Linked DNA regions of Rattus norvegicus: region 2 is linked to region 1. The links are chromatin contacts, called in public Hi-C maps. All regions are on one chromosome and are shown on one strand. The core of a region is the stretch at or near the end of the contact, and the rest is flanking DNA. Distances in the headings are between cores, read along the strand shown. Region 1 overlaps LOC134480667 (glyceraldehyde-3-phosphate dehydrogenase-like). Region 2 has its middle 24 kb from the start of Mir146a.

What was found. Hi-C and Micro-C count contacts between places; a contact is called where the count stands out from the background.
Region 2: a contact with region 1 is called in a Hi-C map of the A7r5 cell line, with 2.5 times the contacts expected there. The contact joins two enhancer-like sites. A contact is called at or near these places in 2 of 12 Hi-C or Micro-C datasets (the A7r5 cell line and Schwann cells).

What each region holds. Positions count from the first base shown.
Region 1 is chr10:26,310,589-26,316,736 of GRCr8, reverse strand. The region is part of intron 1 of LOC134480667 (glyceraldehyde-3-phosphate dehydrogenase-like); the gene reads left to right. Among named protein-coding and RNA genes, the nearest start is that of Ccng1, 630 kb to the right of the region's middle. Within about 2 kb of position 1,781, at least 6 of the 93 cell types and tissues checked have an H3K27ac peak or open chromatin away from gene starts, as enhancers often do. A contact at or near this core is called in the A7r5 cell line, where this site is marked.
Region 2 is chr10:28,323,241-28,329,617 of GRCr8, reverse strand. No RefSeq gene overlaps it. Among named protein-coding and RNA genes, the nearest start is that of Mir146a, 24 kb to the left of the region's middle. Within about 2 kb of position 2,712, at least 9 of the 93 cell types and tissues checked have an H3K27ac peak or open chromatin away from gene starts, as enhancers often do. A contact at or near this core is called in the A7r5 cell line, where this site is marked.

The DNA of each region.
Region 1 (6,148 bases), core at 532-3,031:
AGGCCATAGTCAGTAGGGTTGAAGCTTCTAGTTGGATACTAGCTCAAATTAGAATAAAAAATCTTAATATACATTGACATAAATATTTCATACTTTTTCTTTGAACTTTATAATGAGGACTGGTAAGGCAAAAAGAAACCTATGAGCAAATGTTCAGAGGATCAAGAAAATGTAAGTTTACTTATACAATTATACGGCCACATTTATGCATATTTTCCTTTTTGCTTCTTGAGCATTTCGATCTTTGTTTCATGGTGCTAGGGATTCAACCAAGGGCATTGCACATGATGAACAAGTACTCTGCCTCTCAGCTATCTGTATCTTGGACCTTAGGAAGTCTTGGACACTATAGAAGATAGGCTAAAGGAAATAAATGCCAAAAATTAGTATTTCCAGGCAACCCCTCTAAAATGACCCTCTGTAGTTTTGTATGAAGTAGAACAATTACCCCCCCCCAAAAGGAGTAAATACTTGAAATGGCCCATTAAGTAACATACATCTTAATATATGATTGCCTAAAATACCTCACAGGACATTCTTGGCCACTGCATTCTTTCTTAGTGACATCTGTAGTGATAAATTTTAGTCACATGAATAAATTTCCAAAGCTCAACAGGAAATTTAGAAGAACAAAATTATCTGGTTATGATTTGAAAATTAAGTTATGCATAATATTTGGGGACTTACAGTTGGGGGATTGATATTATATTAATACATATTTTTACTAAGGATGTGTGTTTTAGAAAGTACATGAGTAGCTCAACCATTAGGAATAAATAAGATTTCAATCACAGTCATTTGCTATAGATTAGAGGATAATATGATTGCTTAAAGTCTGATCAAATATCTTCTGCATTTTGTGTCAGAAGGAAAACTGACTTATATGCAGCCTCCCATTAATCACAGCCTTATTTTATATCTATTTCATAATAAAATTAAGATATTTTCTAAGTCTTTTACAAAATATTTAACTATCTTAATGTGTTCTATAAAAAAGTAATGATATCTTGGGTATATACCATGTACATTAAAAGAAGTTAATATTATAGATATTGTTAAGTTACATTAAGATATTCTAAAGAGTGGAAGACTCTGTACCTACAATATGGTTTAGTTCTTACTAGTGCAAAATACTTGATCTTAGCAGATAGTTCCTTTATTCATAGTGATTTGAGGCCCTTAGTTCCATTCTGCTTTCCTAAAATGTTGACAATGTCAGTACTCTGAAAGACGAAGAACTGTGGAACACGGGAGATAGCTCAGTAGTTAGAAGTATGTACCCCCTTGCAGAATTCCAGTTTGGTTCTCAAAACCCGTATCAGTCAGCTCCTAACCATCTGTAAGCCTCGCCCCAAGAGACCTGATGCTCTGGCTCTGATGGCACTAGGATTTATGTGAACACACCCATACACAAGATCAGAATTAAAAATAATAAGCACCTTTTATATGTAAAAAAGACAAAGAAATAAGAGAACATTCCCAAATTTTGAAGGCCACAACCCAGAATAAGGAAATAGAAAATCTACTCACATTGAAAAAACAACATAGACCCCATTTGTCTCCATTTAAGGGCCAGATCTAATCTTGAAAAGAAGGCCATAGGTATCAGCTCCAGGAACAGACCATAAGTCCCACGAGCTAGGCCCTAAGATACCAGCTTCAGGAACAGATCACAAAATCCAAAAACATGGTCATAAAACCCCTTCCCAAAGAACGGCCTGGAGATAACCACAAAAATGGGAAATATTTATCTCAGAATAGGCCATCTGTGCAGGGCAACCCGATTTCCTCCTATGGCTAAGTGTTCATGACATAGGAATGCAAATCACTGACCGCCTGTGACCTCCTGGGGCCCACAAATGAAATTTTAGATTACCTAAATTTAGAGTTCCCACTTCCCTGTAAGAAGGCCTGTCCAACTTTGTCTGGTGTCACCTTTTTGTAGAATGGTTGACTCCCAGATGTTGAATGTTTGTGCAGAATAAACATTCTTTGTCTTTGCATACTATTTGATTTTGAGGTTTGACTTCAGCAATTTTCGGACCATTACAACCTTTCGTAAAGGAAAGCTAGGAACACAGCGTGTATAAACTGAAAGGACTATGCACCTCTGTTTCTACAAAAAAGCTGAGAGGAGCTTGATGACAACTCTGCAGAGTCCATAACTGTTCAAAATGATTATGAACAAAATGTTCCTTGCTGAACTATCTTGCCTGTCCCTTATTGTTTTGTTGGCCCTGAAGCAATATGTCGTATTAGTGTACAACAGTTACTTAACAAGCACTTCATCATGTAAGACATAAATGTGTCTTTTGTTATACAATTTATTTTCTTTATAATTGCATGCTTCCCCCCACCCTGAAAACAGTAAGGTATAGTCAATATAGCTGCATGCCACAACAACCATCAATGACTTGTTTTGAGTCACTCAAATTATAAACAGTGGTGCACAATACAAACTAAGTCTGCTTGTGGTTTTATATTTCAAAACAAAGAGAGAATAGCAATTGGAAAACCAGTATTCAGTGTCCTGCAGAGACATTCTATAACATTATTAGACTCTGTTGAGTTGTGTATTACAAATTCTTAGTCGAGGGTAGCTCAGAACCTTTCAGCTCCTTTTTATCAAGGCAGCTCTAATATGCATCAAGAAAGGAAACCCTGTGGGTCTTTTCCTCCGTGTTGATTCTGTGTTTATCTAAATATCAAATGGAATAGCAGAAACCAGTACGGGGGAAAAAAGGATGAAGAAAAAAAGTATATAGTCTGAGAGAAGGCAACAACAAGAATTCTTGGCTTGATTTTCATTTCTTCATGTGTGATTCTTCTTCGTAGGGCTTTAAAATAAGTTCGAAGTGGTATCTAACAGATGCATGTTAATAGGGAGGACCGTGAGAGACATGTTTTCTGTTAGTCCCCGAAAGACTGACACCCATGATGTCAAGTCACAGTGTGGAAAGGTACACAGGATTCCAAAGTCCAGGAAGTGGTAGCAATCTGTTCACATCCTTTTGTGTTTGTAATGAAGCCATTTCCCATGTGCCTATCAAGATCATCATTAGTCATCATGAAGCCAAGTTACAAACTACTTTGACTCACGGTCAGGAGACGAATAAGCAGGACCCAATGACAGTAAAGTCTATGGAATTGATAGTGAGGCTGTTTATCGTCTCCTGCAGAAGGAGAAGTGTCACCAGACCATCACCTGAGAGTTCCAGCTGCACACCATCTTGCTCTCATTGCACATCATCTTTGGAAGCACTAGAGCACACAGAAGGTAGCAGGCCATCTGTGATTTAGACGCTAGTGGTGCAACTTTCATGAGTCATCACCCAGGCTGGGATGAGACTTTTCAGTGATGTCATTCCCTTGGAATTATCAATGCAATCCCATTTCCATGCAGTAGACTCATTGCACTACTGTTGTGCTGCTTTATCATTAAATGAAGCAGTATGCTAAAAAGGGAATGGATGAGAGGTCATAATTCAAACACTCTGTTACTTAACAAGTAAAATATAAATAATGCTCTGACAAGAAGTTTCTCAAAATTGAGCTTGTTACTTTTGGGAGTGTTGCTATTTTTTTGCTGTTTGTTTATTGAATTAATTCACTAGAGATCCTGTCCCCATGAAAGTACATATGTAAAAGTACACATTCCTTCATTTTAACCCTAGCAACTAAGTTGTTCCATTTTTAGAAACATTGACACTAATGACTGCATATTAAGCATTGACTTTGAATCTAGTTCAAAATCACAGATGGATGCCAGAGTCTGTTTTTGTATCTTGCTTCTTCGCTAGGTCAGTGGAGAGAGTTAATTTCTGGAACAATTACTGCATTTCCACTCCCTCAAAGAACTTATATTTCATGGAATCCAGGAAGATTTAGATTCATTCTATCTTTTGTGTATTGATTCTCAATTAAATTTAATCTAAGATTAGTATGAATATAGAAGCACCTTCAGAGAAATGTTTTCTTATTACTCTAGGGCACAAGTAAGTGGCCCCTTGACTTTTCAGACTTATGACCTTTCAACATAGAAATTAATTCACACGAGGGTATTAGGAAGATCTATTTCAAAATCAGTAGGACTGAGAATCAGTTCTCACCAAAGTACAACTACTGAGGGCATTTACAAATAATTAAATATCCAGACGTTTCCAGGAATAAGAAGAAAGCTTTGAAATTTGTTATTTTTTTTAATGATCACAGTCAAATAAAACTGGTGGCAGTAAATACAGGTGTGGTGAAAACACTGAATTGAAGCACATTATGGGTGGAAAAAATGTATACTGGGAATCAAACATCCAAGGATATCTCTGGGTTGGATGGCTCAGGGCAGAGATCAGCAAAGTAGCAGAAAAATCAACAGATTTTATTTGAAAGCAAAGTGAGACCTTTGAGCTGATAGGTGCTCTTGGGGTTGAACTTGATGCCTTGCCCAAGATAATTGGCCAGAGACCCCAATTTGTGGTGTATAACCAAAAGAAACAACATCAAACTTCATGAAAACTTCCATGGATGAGAAAATTGAGGTTGCAAGATGTTAACACAGTCTTCGGATCATCAAAATCAGTGATAAAAGCCCAGGTTTCCAGGATTCATGCACATATGATGAGGGAATAGCTCTCTCTCTCTCTCTCTCTCTCTCTCTCTCTCTCTCTCTCTCTGTTAATTTTCATTCCTCATTATCATTCATGGAGCATATTTCTGAGACATTTTCTGAGGGCAGCAGAGTGAAACTAACTGGTATATCTAAGACCCAATTTAAAAAATTATCCTAAACAATGGCTGGGAAGGGAATAATGAAGAAAACCAAGACTGCTGCTCTTGAGAAGCACTGAATGAAAGGAAACTCATGAGTGAACAATTACAACAGCTTGTGTTGAGAACTGCTCTGGGGGTATTAATTGCCAGTGTGTTTTAAGAGCAAGAGAAAGATATGAAGTATTATTAAGAGAATGTGAGATTTCCCAGGGAGAAAAAAATCTTAAACTGAGAATTAAAAGGAGAATTAAATATTGCAGACTAAGAACATATTTTTTAAAAAAGAATCCAAGTCAGATATATGAAGAAAACAGTTTTCAGTAGACAGCAAGCTTGCAAGCCTACTGCTTTGCAACATTTCTTTAACACATCTCTTTGAACTGAGTAGATCAGTCATTTAATCCCTAAATCTATCCCATTTTTTCAAGTAAATACATATTATGCACTTTATTTATACAGTTTATTTATTATACAAGGCATAATTGGATGTGAGTCTGTGTTCATGCTTAGACAGAAGTAAAGAATAAGAACTTATTAGGGAGAAATAGAAAATTAACTCACAATAGTTATGAGTTTCAAAACCATTTATCTACAGGGAGAAAGATACAAAACTAATTTCTATATAATAAAATAAGGGCTAATGTTATGCTATAAAAAAAAAAACAAAGTTGCTTTGCAATTAGGGTATCTTTGAGAAAACAATCTAGAGGCTTTTGTATCTGGCCACTATCAAAGGACTAGGGAAGTGAGAGTGAATTAAATGTAGTAGGAAGAGTTCACAGTTTTATGAGGCCCCATTTGTCAATTCTTGATCTCAGAGCATAGCCATTCATGTTATGTTCAGGAAATTTTCCCCTGTGCCCATGTGTTCAAGACTCTTCCCCACTTTTTCTTCTATTAGTTTGAGTGTATCTGGTTTGATGTGGAGGTCCTTGATCCACTTGGACTTAATCTTTGTAAAGGGGGATACGAATGGGTCGATTTGTATTGTTCTACATGCTGACCTTTCAGTTGAACCAGCACCACTTGTTGAAAACGCTATCTTTTTACCACTGGATGGTTTTAGCTCTTTTGTCAAAGATCAAGTGACCATAGGTTTGTGGGTTCATTTCTGCGTCTTCAATTATATTCCACTGATCTATCTGCCTGTCTCTGTACCAATACCATACAGTTTTAATCATGAATGCTCTGTAATACAGCTTGAGATCAGGAATGGTAATTCCCCAGTAGTTCTTTTATTGTTGAGTATAGTTTTTGATACCCTAGGTTTCTTGTTATTCCAAATGAATTTGCAAATTTGTTGGGTACCAATGGAGGGGAAGCCCTTGGTCCTGTTAAGACTGGAAACACCCGCCCACCCAGTGTAGGGGAATGTCAAGGC
Region 2 (6,377 bases), core at 1,463-3,962, 2.0 Mb before region 1:
CTAGCCTGAGGGAATATCTGTTCTTTGTAAAGAGAGGATACTTTGGTGAGCTAGAGGAGGGGTCCCTAGGAGACTGATTCCGAGGGCACAGATGCCTGGAGGCTCTCACACAGAAGGGATGTTCAAAGGAGTGAGGATGTCTGTGTAGAGCAATGATTTTTCTCAGTGAGAGCCTCAGGCAGCAGCAGGGCGTATGGAAACTGTCCATTTCTAGGTCTACCTTGGACTCGCTGGATCAGACATTTTGGGGTTGAGTCCACCACTGAGGGGTTCCACAAAATTGTTCCACCTGAGGCATTCTGAAGTTTCAGAATGATTACCCTAAAGATGAGATTTGACAATGCCATGGCAGAATACGAGAGTGAAGGAAGGTCATTAGTAAGAGAGCAGACAGTAGGACTAGTCTATTAGGTTACAGGAACTTGGTCCCGTGAGCCTAGGAATGCTGTAAACTGACATGTTGGAACTGATGCCCAGTACCCTGTGAACTGATTTTTTTTTGACCAGGACCAGACTTTAAACAACCCGGTTGGCACAGCAGAGATCACACAGTGACGTGCACTGAAGCTCACACTTGGAGAAATTTTAAATCCCAGTCTAGGGTTTCTACCCTGCCCTGATCACTCAGTTCTCAGATAAAAGACACACACACACCCTTTGTGTTTTCAATAAGCCTTAAGCAGAACGAGAGCTGGGCAGAGATCTACCATCTTTGCTATTAGAATCTACTTTCCTATTGATAACCTCGAGTTTCATCTGGGCTGCTCTTAACTCTAATTGGCCAGCCCAATCAGACATGTTTTTATGGCTCAGCTAAACCATGGCAGCTTCTCCTTCCTCTTCTACCCTTTTCCCACCATTCCTGCTTCTCTTCTGACCCCAAGCCTAGGAATCCTAAACCCCACCTATGTCTCTTCTGCCCAGCTATTGGCTGTCGACATCTTTATTCACCAATCAAAAATAACTTGGGACGAGGTCACACAGTGACCACAGTGTCACTTGGATCTAAGTGTGGGCTCTCTTATCTTTGGGAGAACCAGGTTTTGGAGACCCAATATTAGCATTAGAATACAAGCAGCACCAGGCCAAACCTCTGTACACACTGGCCACCCAGAATTGTAAGCCAATCTCTCTGATCACACCATGGCTTCCCAACGTGATAATATACATGCCTATACTCATAGAAACCCACCCTGTTACAGCTTACAAATGAAGAACCCTGTCTATTGTCTTATGTGGCCCGAGATGCTCTAGCTATCACCCAGGAGCTCATGTCTTCTAATATTCTGGTCTAAGGGACGAATTCCTTTAGCGTGCGTGGCTCAGCCTGCTTCAGGAAGGCACAGTCTTCCCAGGTACTTGAAGGAGATAGAGTAGATATGAATATATGGCCAGAGGCAATACTAGATTCGGGGTCTGGGAAAAGGGAGACAGAAAGCATGGGACCCAAGCAGTTCTGGGTGCTTTGAGGAGGGCTTGGGCTGCTGGGTGTGGGCTGTGTGTCTCTGCTCCTTCAAGACTGGCTCCTGACCTTCATCTACTGTAGAGAACTGTGGAGCTCCTGAGCTCAAGAAGAGACTAAAAGAGGAAGTGTGAAATAGGCAGCAGGCATTGCAGATCAGGAACAGGGACTGAGGGTGGGCATCAGAGACTATGTTGCCATGGTAACACTGGGGCTAGGGTAGTGACAAACAAACTGTGTCTTTATGAGCTTTTCTTGGGGCTTCTTGTTACACTCCTTTCTGAGTTAGGGGTCAATCCCGGAGCCTACTTTTCACTATGCGATTAAAAACTTCCAGGAGTGAGAGTCTCCTCTGTCACTTGCTCATGGGGACCTCTAGATCCTCATTGAATGGCCTTCAGTAAAAACTCCAACATTGGAGCATACAGGTACAGGTCCAGGACAGCTGAACATTGATTGATTCAAGCATTTGTGGATGGGTGGCCACCTCTAGACACCGGTGTCAAATATCCATGTTGTGTCTCATGGGTGTGACTGCATGATCAAGAACCAGCTGCTTTTCTGAGTTACAGGATCCTTTTCCGACCAACACTGAACACTGAGCAAGCGTTCAGTCCACGTTATTACGGATTTTCTTGTCTTGGTATTGCAACACACTTCCAAAGTTTGAGTGAAGAGAGTTGGATGGATTTCACCAACTCTTCTCGACAGCTCCGGAAGCAGAAGCAAGGAGGCTAATGAGCCTGGATGAAGAAATATCTTTCCTGGATCTGAGGCAACAAGGTAGCCCAAGCAGCCGGTTATTTATGAGTACACTGTTGCTCTCTTCAGACGTGCCAGAAGAGGGCATCAGATTCCGTTGGTTGTGAGTCACCATTCCGTTCTTGGAAGAGCAGTTAATGATTTTAACCACTGAGCCGTCTCTCCAGCACCCCATTTTTCAACTTTCTTTTATCACATCTTTGGACTTGGTTTTCGGGGGACTTTCCAAAACTTGGGTGGAAGGCGTAACTGAGAGTGGGGAGGGCTGTACGAGTAGTGGGAAAGGCTCCACAAGAAGGAGCATGTAAAGGAAGGGTAAGATGTGTGAGTTTCCCACATGCATTCGGCTTCTGCTTCCTTCATCCAATGAGGCAGCTGAGTCTTGACTCCCACCCTAGTGTCACAGAACAAGTTGGCACCCCGGGATGAGTCCTGCTTCTTTCTTTCTTTTCTCTCTCAGCCTCTGCTCACCAGTAGTCAGAGCTCCTGAGCCCTGTTATTTCTTTTTTAAGCTGTCACTATGGTAACCTGTATCCTGCTCCATTTCAACCAGAGATACAAAGAAGCAGCAAAAGAGAAAGTTTAATAAGATTTTTCAAAAAGGAATCTCATTGACAGGATCCGTCTTTTTGGGGATAGAAATGTTCTATTTTAGTGGTGTTATCAAATGCCAATCATTTAATGTCCTGTGGCTTCCAGAGGGTCAAAGTCATCGCTTGCTTTCCAGGGCTGTGGATGTCATACCTTCTTTTCCAGAATAGGTTGAAGGCTCTTACTTGATATGCAGGTTTCTTGTTTCTGTTTTGTTTATAGACAGGGTCTCATGTAATCCAGGCTGACCCTAAACTTGCCTGTAGCTGAGGCTGACCTGCTTTTATCTCTCAAGTGTTGGGGTCACAGGTTTTCTGGGTGCTGCCGCACCGGCCCCTGTTTATGCTTCTTGGAGGAAGCAGTTGCGGTGGGTCTCACTTTAGGGAGCATTCCAGGTTTTTTCCACCTCACTCTCCTCAGCATACAAATCCTTACCTCATAACAGAATGAGAAAAAAAAATAGCTGTGGTATCCTTGAAGGTCACTTACTCCACAGCGCCACCCTTGCATTTGTGTGTCCAGAGACTCTCTCCAAGCACCTACGCCCAGAGATTGCCTCTGGATCTTCCTCAGGAGGGCGTGGCCTCAGGAGGGCGTGGTCTCTCTGGTCTTCGGGGTTTCCATGATTCACTCGGAGCTGGGAATTCGTCTTGTTCATGCTGGTTAGTTTCGTCAGCTTAACAGTAACTAGAGTCTCTTGGGAAGGGAGCACTCCAATTGAGCACTTTTCTCTATCATACTATTCCGTGAACATGACCGTGTGGCATTTTTAGTGATATAGAGAGAGCCAAGCTTGCTGTGGGTGGTGCTATCCCTAGGCAGGTATAAGAAGGGTAGATGAGGTTGCAGCGTTCCTCCCTGGCCTCTGCCTGAGTTCCTATCTGTATGTTGTTGTTGGTGGTTGTTTTTTGTTTGTTTTTTTTTTGTTTGTTTGTTTCTTTTTTTACTTCTCCCCGTGACAGTGTAAGGCAGATAAGCTCTTTCCTTCCCAAGTTCCTTTTGGTCATTGTTTTATCATAGCAACAGAATGAAAACTAGCACATGGCCTCTCTGGCAGGCACAGGGATGAGCCCATGGCCCAAGGGACACTGATGTAGGCAGTTCTGGACTTCGGTCTGGCAGGACTGTGAGGCTTCTGCAGTTTTTCTGCAGTGAGGATGAAATTCTAGAGATGCCGGAGACCCCTAGAGAAGGAAGTTGCTCACATGTGAAGCTGTTTCCATGGTTTGATATCCTGGGCTAGGTGGGTCCTAAACTGACTTTGTAGTCAGTCTCTCTTTGTAAGCCAGAAATTGGGGCTTCTGACAATGTCTCGTGCTCCAAGGTTCCTTCTAAATGGAAGCAGGGACAGGGGAAGCCGATAGCAGTGAGGTGCCCCACTAAACCACAAAGCGAGGTGGCACTGAAGGTCGGGCTGTCTAGGGGCTGGCAGCCTCTCAGTTTGCTTGCCATTAGGTTTTAGGTCTCAGGCAGTAAGGATGAGCCTGTGTTTGCTGCCCATTACAATGTGTGATTACAGAAAAGACTGCTGCCCAGCTCCCCAGTCCTGGGAGCAATTGGGGTGGTACTCAAAGAGGTTTCTACTCCCTGAAGTTTTTGTGACCTTTATGGGTTAGACGAACCTAGATATGGGAAACAGGGGAAATCCTTACTACAGTTCTGAGTCATAGATCCATGAAAACCAGAGACACAGTTTGCCTGGTTCATCCTCGGAAGCCTGTCTGTAATTCTGTAAACAAAGGCAAGTCAGTCAGTCATAAACCCAATGCTTAAGATTTCATTAATTTTATTGAGCACTATTAAATAGGGCCTCCTATGTGGTAATCAATTCTTTGGGACACAGATTTGAGAACCGGCAAGGTGGCCTCTGTGTTCATTCTCTGAGGACTTCATGGTGACCTTGAAAATAACCAGAGAAACACCGAATTAAGGACTGTGCGAGAAAGTCTTGCTCTGGATGCTATGAAAATATAAGATGCAGGTCCCTTTCACCTGCAGAGAGCGGAGACAGGTTCTGGAGCCAACTTCAGTCAAGTGAGGGCAGGATGTGTGTGGGTGTGGGGGTAGGGATAGGGGATGGGGGGTGGAGGCTGGAGGCTGGAGGCCAATGGGTGCAAAGATAGGGAGGGAGGCAAGGCTCTGAGCATTTCTGTTGGTGTTAGTTGGAATTCACTAAGACACTGCCCTCATCTGCCCTTTTTAACTTGTCCCAGCCTCCCTTGCACAACTTCCCGTATTACCCTCATTCCACCGTCCTTAAGTCAGATAGATACTTGTTATTTTTCAAACTAGAATCTTTGGTACTCAGCTTCAGCTGTCTTCTCAGCTAAAGTCTGATAACTATATTTTTGTGGGTAAGGTCGGGCTATCCGATCGTGGTTTTGTTGTTGTTGCTGCTGTTTTATTTTAAATCGCAGCGAGGTTTGTTTTTATAAACAAAGAGATAGTGGGCCGTGCAAGGTCTTTCTGCCTAATGAGTGACAGAGAGTAGCTGCAGTACAGTTCCCCGCCACTAGAGGGCAGGAGCACCAAAGCAAAGTACTAAAGTAATCCGCAAAAGAAGCTGGCAGGTAGCAAGACAACAGGGTTTGTGATGGGCACAGTTCAAGTTCTGAATCTCAGCTCTCTGTGTCTCATCTTGGATGCACTGCGTACCTACTTGCTCTGATGATTTCATGCACCAAAGTGCCGTGGCTACAGATGTTAGGCCCCGAAAAGAAATTTCTTAGGACTTTTGATGTAGGATCCTACTGCCTATGAAACAAAGTAGAGGCATCTTGTATAAGAATTAACCTTTCACAGTTCTTAAAGAGGTTCTTGGGCACTGTAAGATTTCAGCCTCGGCTTCCAACACAGTGTGTGACCTTTTGTAAGAAGCCTAACCCACGATCTTTCCCTGGGCCTAAATGACTTCTTAAAGGTGGAGATGACGGGGAAGTCCTTTCTGATTCAGAGGCAAAGGTCAAAGATGGCAGACGTGGTGGTTTCCATTGAACCTCCCCATACGACTTTTAAATCCGCTCCCTCAAACCCACACTGTTTTCTCGACTCTGGAATCTCCACACTTCTACAGGTGGCTGCACTTTACACACAAGAACAAAAACCTGGGGTGGAAGCTTGGTAAGAGGTGAGAGGGGCACTCTTGGCTTTTACCGCTCGCGCTGTTCCTGTCTGCACCCTTTGGTGGTAGTGAGCTCTGAGAGCGGATGTTAGTGCGCATCTGTGACCGTTGAAGCTGTCTTGAAATCCACGTCGACTCCTTCCTTATCCTGAAATCCACGTCGACTCCTTTCTTATCCTAAGCCAGAATTTACTGACCCGGCCCTGGCTAGCTGCCTGGAATGGTGTAGATATAAAAGTACTCTGGGAGTAAGGCATGTCTAGACCAGGGGTCTCAACCTTCCTGATGCTGTGTCCCTTTAGTACAGTTCCTCATGTGGTAATGTCAGCTATACAATTATTTTGTGGCTACCTCATGACTGTAATTTTGCTACTGTTATGAATTGTAATGTAAATATTTGGTATGCAGGATATCTGGTATCAATCCCTATGAACGGCTAAC